Linked DNA regions of Danio rerio: region 2 is linked to region 1. A link is a contact called in public Hi-C data. All regions are on one chromosome and are shown on one strand. Each heading gives the region's core, a stretch centred on a gene start, on an enhancer-like site or on the middle of the called end of the contact. The rest is flanking DNA. Distances are from core to core; before and after follow the strand shown. Region 1 has its middle 110 kb from the start of lsm6. Region 2 overlaps LOC141383310 (a long non-coding RNA gene).

Region 1 (4,563 bases), core at 1,104-3,603:
TCAATTCAGTTTTCAACCAAAAACTGTAAACTGTTTTGACCAATTATTCGCATAACAGCAACATTTCATTTAAAGTTTCAACATTTTTCTAAAATAATTGTACTGTGCTTTTTATGTATCTTGATTGAACTGATTTAATTTTGATAAGCGTGTCCTCTGTACTGTATGTAAAGCATTTCAAAACATATTTAGTTATCTATACAATTTTCACAATTGCGCAAATGTATCATAAATTAAAACTATTAATCTGCACAAGAATTAGATAAAAGTTGAATTGGTAATTAGGATAAATCTTTTATGGTCTGAGGGTGGTTTGGTGACCAGGAGAAGTTTTAACGTTTACAGTTTTTATGTCTTGCTTCTTCTTTTTTTTTTTTTTTTTAAAGTTTCTTAGAAATATAGTGAGAGTTAAAGTCTGATAGCGCTGTACGCAGCATAAACTGTACTATGACGATTTGTATGCAGCATAAATGTACTGCTTTGTATTTGTTTTTTGTTTTTTTTAAAAGAGTAAAAATGTTTTCTTAAAGCTTTTGTCTACTGAAAGTGGAAGGCTAGATTTTTTCTGTATATAGAAAAGAATAAATAACATACGAGAAACCCCCCTTGGCATTCTTTTGCATAAATTAATATATTGATTTTACTTTTGTAGGATACTTCCATATTTGAAGGGGTGTCAATGTCATGAAAATTGATGAGAGAAGAAAGACCCTACCCCTAATAGGCCTATCCGCTTGTTAAGTCGTGACGTATGAATTACTGTTTCCGGGTCCAAGCCACTACTCATTTGAATTGAGAAATAACTCGTTAATGATTACTTTTTAGTCATATCACACATGAAAGATTTTTTATATTTTATTAAATTATATATATATATATATATATATATATATATATATATATATATATATATATATATATATATATATATCAATTCAATTTCAATTTTTATAAATAGCTGAAGTCAGAATTATTAGCCTCCCTGAATTAGAATTACTAGCCCCACTGTTTATTTTCTTCCCTAATTTCTGTTTAACGTACGTAATAGTTTTTTATAATTTATTTCTAATAACTGATTTATTTTATCTTGGCCATGATTACAGTAAATAATATTTTACTAGAGATTTTTCAAGACTCTTCTATACAGCTTAAAGTGACATTTAAAGGCTTAGCTAGGTTATCTTAGCAGGGTATAATTAGGCAAGTTATTGTATAATGATGGTTTGTATGTATATATATATATAAATATATATATATATATATATATATATATATATATATATATATATATATATATATATGTATATATATATATATATATATATATATATATATATATATATATATATATATATATATATATATATATATATATATATATATATATATATATATATATATTAAACATCATTTAGAAAATATATTAAAAAAAAAAAATTCCAAACAGGGCCTAATAATTCTGACTATATATATATGAATTACTGCTGGATAAGTTGGTAAGTTGGTGGTTCCACTGTGTAATATTTAAATTTAATTAAATTATATAATATATATTTTACATTTTATTAATTTTATTAAAGTCTTTATAAAGTTATTTTATATAAAAATATGATGTACACATCCGTCTCTGGACTTTCTGCCACACAGACACCAATATTTTAACATAAAAAAATCATAAATTTCTGGCCATCGGATATTAGGCAGTGATTTATATATATATATAAATATACACATAATTATTACATCGCTTTGTAAACGTTTATTATTACCATTTGTTGAGTCTTCTCATATATCACACTTTTCATAACATCACACTTAACAAGAGGATAAGTGTAGAATGTCATTGAGGAGAGTAAATAATATTTTTGACCTTTTGAAAACCTTTTGGTGGAATAAACTCATTAAAGGCCATGACATATCTTAAAATATCCTCATTTTTGATTTGAGTGTGTAGATATACGAGGATGAAAAGCTGATTACTCCTTATGTCCAATTATTCCAATTACACATGATATTTGTAAGATAACTTTGTTGTTATTTCCAATTACCCTATTAAAAAGCGCTTTAATGAGGTAAGCTTGAATGGATTTATCGCATGCACATTTGAAACAAAATCCCTCAAACCAACCACTTTTAAAAGCTTACTATTTGTAGATGCTTAGTGTGCTTTAACCCTTAGAAAGTGTCGTGGCTGATTTGGTGGACGGCGCAGTTGGCTAAGTCTGTGTTTTCACACTTAAGGAGTGTCTCACGTCCTCTGAACAGTGAAAGACAGAGATCAGGGGTCAAACCCATTATGGAGTTAGAGGAGGACAGTGACATCCACTCGACTAGGGATGACAAGGCCTTTGTTGCTATGGGAACAGAGGGTAAGAGGTCTGTCCTTGCTGAACTGTTTCCAGAGCCTGGGGACCTACAAACATGTAGTGGACCACATCCTCTGTCCTTTCAGAATCAAGCTGTCTTGTACTCTGATGGACGTTTTGAATGTCAGCAAAGGTTTGGAGGTTGGCTCTGTCAGCCTGAACACTGTACTAGCTTAGTCTTGCTGGAATGGATGGAGATTTCAGATGGATTCTGCATAGGGATGTTTTCGGTGTTTCCGTTTAGACATGGTGTAGAATGTGAGACTAGAATTTGTGTTATACTTAATAATTTGTGATGATAATTTGACAGCAGCTTCAGCATGTACAATTTATTTTCTTTGAGAAGAACTTGCATATTGAAGTAACTGCAAGGTGGCATAAAAACTAAACACAATAAATAAAGAGTAATACGTTTATTTTCTTCTAGTATTTACTACAAAATGATGTATAAATCACTCTGCCTATTCATTTATATATTACATTATATTGATTTCACATTTTTGAGACCCTTTTCAAGCATCACTGTCAAGCTCTCTTACTGATGTTTTGAAGTGGCATTCTAAGTCGATCTCTCTCTTTTGTGGGTTTCCTCCGGGTGCTCCGGTTTCCCCCACAATCCAAAGACATGCGGTACAGGTGAATTGGGTAGGCTAAATTGTCCATAGTGTATGAGTGTGAATGAGTGTGTGTGGATGTTTCCCAGAGATGGGTTGTGGTTGGAAGGGCATCCGCTGTGTAAAAACAGGCTGGATAAGTTTGTGGTTCATTCCGCTGTGGCGACCCCAGATTAATAAAGGGACTAAGCTGAAAAGAAAATGAATCAATGAATTATTGAATTATTGTGATCTCCAGATTGCAACAGAAATACTTGGAAATCCCTGAAGACTGATGGCAATTCATGCTGTTCAGCCTTATAATCTTAAAATGACAGCAAAATCCCTTGTAATGTCATCACTTTAGACATTACATTAGAGAATCAGTCAAATACAGGCTCTGAAGTGACATTGGTAAATTAGTAACAACTTTTGATGTTCTGATGTCGGCGGAAGAAAGTAGTTTCTCTCACAAAAGGGTTTTTAGACACTGCATGTATGATTTCCTTTTTTATATACATGATTATGCCATCGAACTGTTGTATAAATGCAATTTAACACTTGTAGCAGTGCAATATGGATGTATATCATCACTTGTGGGACACTAGTGCCCATTCACACAGGGGCGTCAGCTTCAATGTTTCTTATTCACAATGAATGGGTGATGCCAAGCCTTACTAAACTGAATTGTGGATCCGTTGAGAGGGGTCTGGATACAGATTTGGTGCAGTGCAATCTAAGCAGCATCCAATGCTTTTTAATACGCTCACCCAACCCCACCCCTAACCCTACCCACTAAGTGATGCAATCTCAGCTTGCAATCATAAAGGCTGCATCCAGATACCATTGGATCCATTGGCACCGATTTAATGGCATTGCTCACTGTAGAAGTTGGGAATTTCTCAACTTTTTATGTGCCAATGGAAGCGTCAGCCAATCAGATCGCTTCATGCAAATACCCTAGCTCAAACAATAGCTGACTGTGGACTATTTTTTTTGGCTGACGCTGTTTTGACAATCATGTCAGCCCCAACTTCAGACATGTCGTCCGTCAAGCGTTTATGCTGAAGCCCTATGTGAATCGGGCAGAAGGCACTTAGCCATATTGCACTGCTAATCATGTGATATTGCTCTTATATCATGTGTAAAAACTTTACAGGTAATATGTAAGCAAGATGTATACATATTTTCTTTTTTATATTCATGGTTAGTAAAATTATTTGATAATATTAAACATTTAGTAATATTTTAAATATTTTTTCTACTGAAAGTGGACAATAAAGATTTCGATTTTTTTGAGGCGTTTTTATGTGTCCAAAAATCCGCTTTTGTATGAAGCTTTGAGGGTTAGCTTTGTCGACCTGAACACTCTATTACCTTGGTCTTGCTGGAGTAGATGGGAATTTTGGAGAAACTCTATAAGAATGCACCAAGCATATATACATATATAGGAATTTGAGTTCTTGTTTAAACTCATATGTTTACATTTACTTTTATCACTTTAAAGGCAATAAAAGTAGCCTATGCATTACCATAAAAGTGAAATTACTGAATCAACACAAACACAACCATTTTAAGAGAAAAATTTCAGACGGCACTTCAAG
Region 2 (4,563 bases), core at 896-3,395, 210 kb after region 1:
AGCGAGACACTTCAACATTTCGTTGTGCTCCGGTGCGTATGTTGTTTTCTGTTTAGTATATGCTGTGATAAATGCATTTTATAATGCTTGATATTCTTTATATTAGGATGACGCAGTGGGTAGTGCTGTCACCTTACAGCAAGAAGGTCGCTGGTTCGAGCCTCGGCTGGGTCAGTTGGCATTTGTGTGAGGAGTTTGCATGTTCTTCCAGTGTTCGTGAAGGTTTCCTCCAAGTGCTCCGGTTTCCCCACAAGTATAAAGACATGCGCTATAGCTGAATTTGGTAAGCTTATTTGTCTGTAGTGTATAAATGTGTGTGTGAATAAGTGTGTCTGGATGTTTCGTAATACTGGGTTGCAGCTAGAAGGGCATCTGCTGCATAAAACATATGCTGGATAAGTTGGTGGTTCATTCCACTGTGGCAACCCCAGATTAATAAAGGGACTAAGCCGAAAAGAAATTGAATGAATGAATGAAATTTATATTAGTCTTTTAATCTGTGATACTTTTTTTTTTTTAATCAGTGAATATTAATTATTTTACTTTCTATGCATGTTGATTTTCTCTTCATCAGTGATAGAGTGACTGATATTAATGTAATTATTGCTTTGTCATTTACAGTGAACCATCTTCACCACATTCAACAGTTCAAGTACAGGAGGAGGCCACCGACTGGACAACTGTTAACAAGACGAGTCACGGCAGTCTTCAGAGTTGATGGGATTGCGATTGGCCGGGCTAATGATGTGGATGAATATACATTTTTGACATTCATCTTATTAGAAGAACACCTTGATGTTTCTGCAGTGGAATGTTTTGAATGAACGGTGGACGGTGACAAGCCTCGACCTACTCCAGTTACCAGAGTGATCAACCTTGTTTTTTGTTTCTCTACATGCTCTTGGGATAATCACAATCATCAAGTTAATCCAGCACACTGCTATTATTCATGCATAAAGCAAATTTTTAAATAACTTGTGGTCCTAATGACTATCAAAGAACATTTTCGAGATATGAGTGCCTTACATGTCATGTTTATCAAAAGCATAAACACATATTGTGTTACAACAAATTACAACTCCACTTGAGGATGATGAGGAGTAATCTACTGGTGTTGAGGAAGAGGCAACTGATGTATGGTTTTCTGCACTGTTTAAGCAATTTATAGAGAAAGTTTGCCTTTATTCTGAAATTCAGAGAAAATTTTGATGACAAATTATTTATTATGACCGAGTATTCTGACTAAAGACAAATACTTTAGACTTTATAAAGTGCAGTACTTGATGTAGCCTGTGTAATGTGTTTATAAATCTTAAACAGTATTCTTGTGGTCTTTGTATTAAGTGTAGATTATTTAGTTTTTATTCTTATCTAAATTGTTCTTTTTACTGTTTTACATGTCTGCTTTTTACTTGCTGTGTAATTTTATTTCTTAACACATTCAGTTGTGAGTTGTAATGAAATATTTCTACATTAATAAATAAAAATGGACATCTGTGAACCAAAATATTTTATTTATTTATTTGTGCATGCAGTCACCAAAGGATCAAAATGCCTGGGTCAGTACCCTGAAAATACTATATAATATAAAAAGGTACATTTTTGTACCTTCAGTGTCTAGGGTACAAAATTGTCCCTTAAAGGGTACAAATGTAGAAGGTACAATTTTGTACCTTATAATAGAGGTACAAATTTGTACCCTTAAGGGTACCACCCCAGTGACGGGCCATTTGTACCCTAAAAGGTACAATTTTGTACCTTTTTTTCTGAGAGTGTGGTCTACTACACCAGAGACCTCGGGCTCATCACAGCTTCATTCGCATGTGATCCAAATGGCCATTACAGGTACATTTAGGGCCCCTTAAGCATTTGGGAGGTGCTCAACAGGCGTCAGGCCATCCCACTGAATCCAGCTGTTCAGAGATGAGCCTCCTCGCCCCAAAATAAGCACCCTGACATTTTGAATATGCTTTCTGTGAGGCTTAGCAGCACACCAAATATTTGCATGCCTTTTGTCTCCAAAGGCAGAGGAGATAGAGGAGAGTCAACAGCGTCCTCCTCCTGAGATAGACACGTCTAAATGGAGCTCACAGCCCCACACCCCCGACGGGCCTCTCATCGCCACGTGAAGCTCACCTCCTGGAGGGACTAGTGATTGAGAGGAGCCCTCAGCCTAGCTCTTTTATCCTGGGAACCACAGTCTGACCCCCCTTCACTACTGCTGCCACTGCACTGGGAAAGAGAGAGAGATTGGGTGCAAAGAGGTGGGAAGAGAAACACATTGAATTATTTGATATAGATTTAAGGATTTCAGATTTAGTGAATTTTTATTATTATTATTATTATTAATATTATTATTATTATTATTATTATTATTATTATTATTATTATTATTTTTTTTATTATTATTAATATTATTAATATTATTCATTCATTCATTTTTTCATTCATTTTAATTTCGGGTTAGTCCTTTCATTAATCTAGGGTCGCCACAGCGGAATGAACCGCCAACTTATCCAGCACGTTTTTACGCAGCAGATGCCCTTCTTGTTGCAACCCACTTCTGGGAAACATCCACACACACTCATTCACACACATACAATTTAGCCTACCCAATTCACCTGTACCGCATGTCTTTAGACTGTGGGGGAAACCGGAGCACCTGGAGGAAACCCACGCAAACGCTGGGAGAACATTCAAACTCCACACAGAAACGCCAACTGACCCAGGCGAGGCTCGAACCAGTGACCTTCTTGCTGTGAGGCGATTTTACATTGAATACATTAATATAAATTAAACTTTATTTAATACAAATTGTTGTTTAACTGAAATAGTTGTTGGTGACAACAACAACAACAACAACAATAATAATAATAATAATAATAATAATAATAATAATAATAATAATAACAATAATAATAATAATAATAACAACAACAATAATAATAATAATAATAATAATAATAATAATAATAATAATAATAATAATAATAATAATAATAATAATAATTAATAGTTAATTAGCAATAGATTCAATAAGTTAATTCAAACATCATGGCCAATAAGGCATTATTGTTAAATAATAATAATACATTACTATTGCTACATTTAATACTAAATATTTATACAAAAATAATATTATTTATTTCAATTAGATATTAGTAAAGTAACTAATTATAGAAATTATAATTACTTATAATAATATTCCAGTTACGGATAATACAAACTGAATCAGAATACATGTTGACCAATGGCAGCTGTCCTCTGGGACGCGGCAGAGATGCTGAGCTTCATCAGTGTGAATGGAGTCAGTGAATGTTAGCAGGACTGAGATTAGCTGATAGTGTTTGTATGGTTTACAGAGACACCTATTGGCCGTCTGTAGAAAAATATCAGCCTATGTGTGTTCAGCAGGAGAGACGGAGACTGTACTGAGTTGGCTCTGCTTAATTTATCCTCATGCCAGATCACTTTATACAAATCAACCGATTTTTGAGTGCTTCAACATATAAATGTCTTGACAGGGTTCTTTCAGATATTTCTGTAAGACTTACATAGAGCATATTTTGTATTTATGAGGTTCTAAAACATACGTTTATACTGTAGGAACTCAGATATACTGTCAGGATTTACTGGTATTGCTATACTTGATTTGGTTTCCACGACGTGAGGAATAGGATACAACACACACAAAGACCCCCCCCCCCCCACACACACACACACACACACACATATATTACACTTTTTAAGCATAATTTATATATCATTGCTCAAATATTACTGTTTAGCCAAAGCTAAATGTTTAGCCAAAGTTTGATTTGACATAATACTAAATCAAAAAGCAAAACTTTTTATTTAAAGCGTGTTTTGTTTCATTTACCCCCTCATATTCTCTTCAACATGCAACAGAATGTCTTTGGGTTTAGGATTACAACAGAAGCGGGTCCTTTCAATGAAAAGCTCTTTTTGACTGGAATAATCTTTCTTCTTTTTTAGATCATTTAAGATCAATTCTTTTTAATTTACTTAATTTACTTTTCATTTTTTTGGGAAAAACTTGTAAATAATATTAATTTTGGTTCCAATTTAAATGTTTATAAATGATTTGTATATAAAATTATTTGTACTTTTTGGATTATATGTTTTTGTTTGCTTGAGCTGTGGGAAGTGTTTCAGGTGAAGTGGGCTTCTTGTATGTTTGTACTCTTTTTTTAATTTATGTACCTTTAATGTACCTCCCTGGAAAACGAGAGGGATTTATCTCGAGGGGCTATCCCATTCAACAAATTTGAATCCAAATTAAAAAAAAAAAAATTAATTAAAAAAATTATGTAAAAAATCTAAATACATGACCAATACAAACAATGAAGTAAAAAATCTCACAGATGTGTATTTATTTGAAGTGTATTTAATTTAAAGTGTATTTAATTTAAAGTGTAATTACTTTAAAGTGTATTTAATTTAAAGTGCATTTTGAAGTGTATATAATTTAATTTAACAGCAGTGGGTAGCATGTTCACCTCACAGCAAGAAGGCCCAAGCCTCGGCTGGGTCAGTTGGCAT

The links. A called contact is a pair of places that touch in the nucleus more often than the background predicts.
Region 2: a contact with region 1 is called in a Hi-C map of an unstated tissue, with 4 times the contacts expected there. The contact joins two enhancer-like sites. A contact is called at or near these places in 3 of 18 Hi-C or Micro-C datasets (caudal fin, embryo and an unstated tissue).

What each region holds. Positions count from the first base shown.
Region 1 is chr1:39,455,783-39,460,345 of GRCz12tu, forward strand. No RefSeq gene overlaps it. Among named protein-coding and RNA genes, the nearest start is that of lsm6, 110 kb to the left of the region's middle. Within about 2 kb of position 2,354, at least 6 of the 62 cell types and tissues checked have an H3K27ac peak or open chromatin away from gene starts, as enhancers often do.
Region 2 is chr1:39,663,331-39,667,893 of GRCz12tu, forward strand. It overlaps LOC141383310 (a long non-coding RNA gene), which reads left to right. Exons shown (of 7, transcript XR_012404326.1): 5 at 1-32; 6 at 107-283; 7 at 622-1,503. Among named protein-coding and RNA genes, the nearest start is that of pou4f2, 93 kb to the left of the region's middle. Within about 2 kb of position 2,146, at least 4 of the 62 cell types and tissues checked have an H3K27ac peak or open chromatin away from gene starts, as enhancers often do.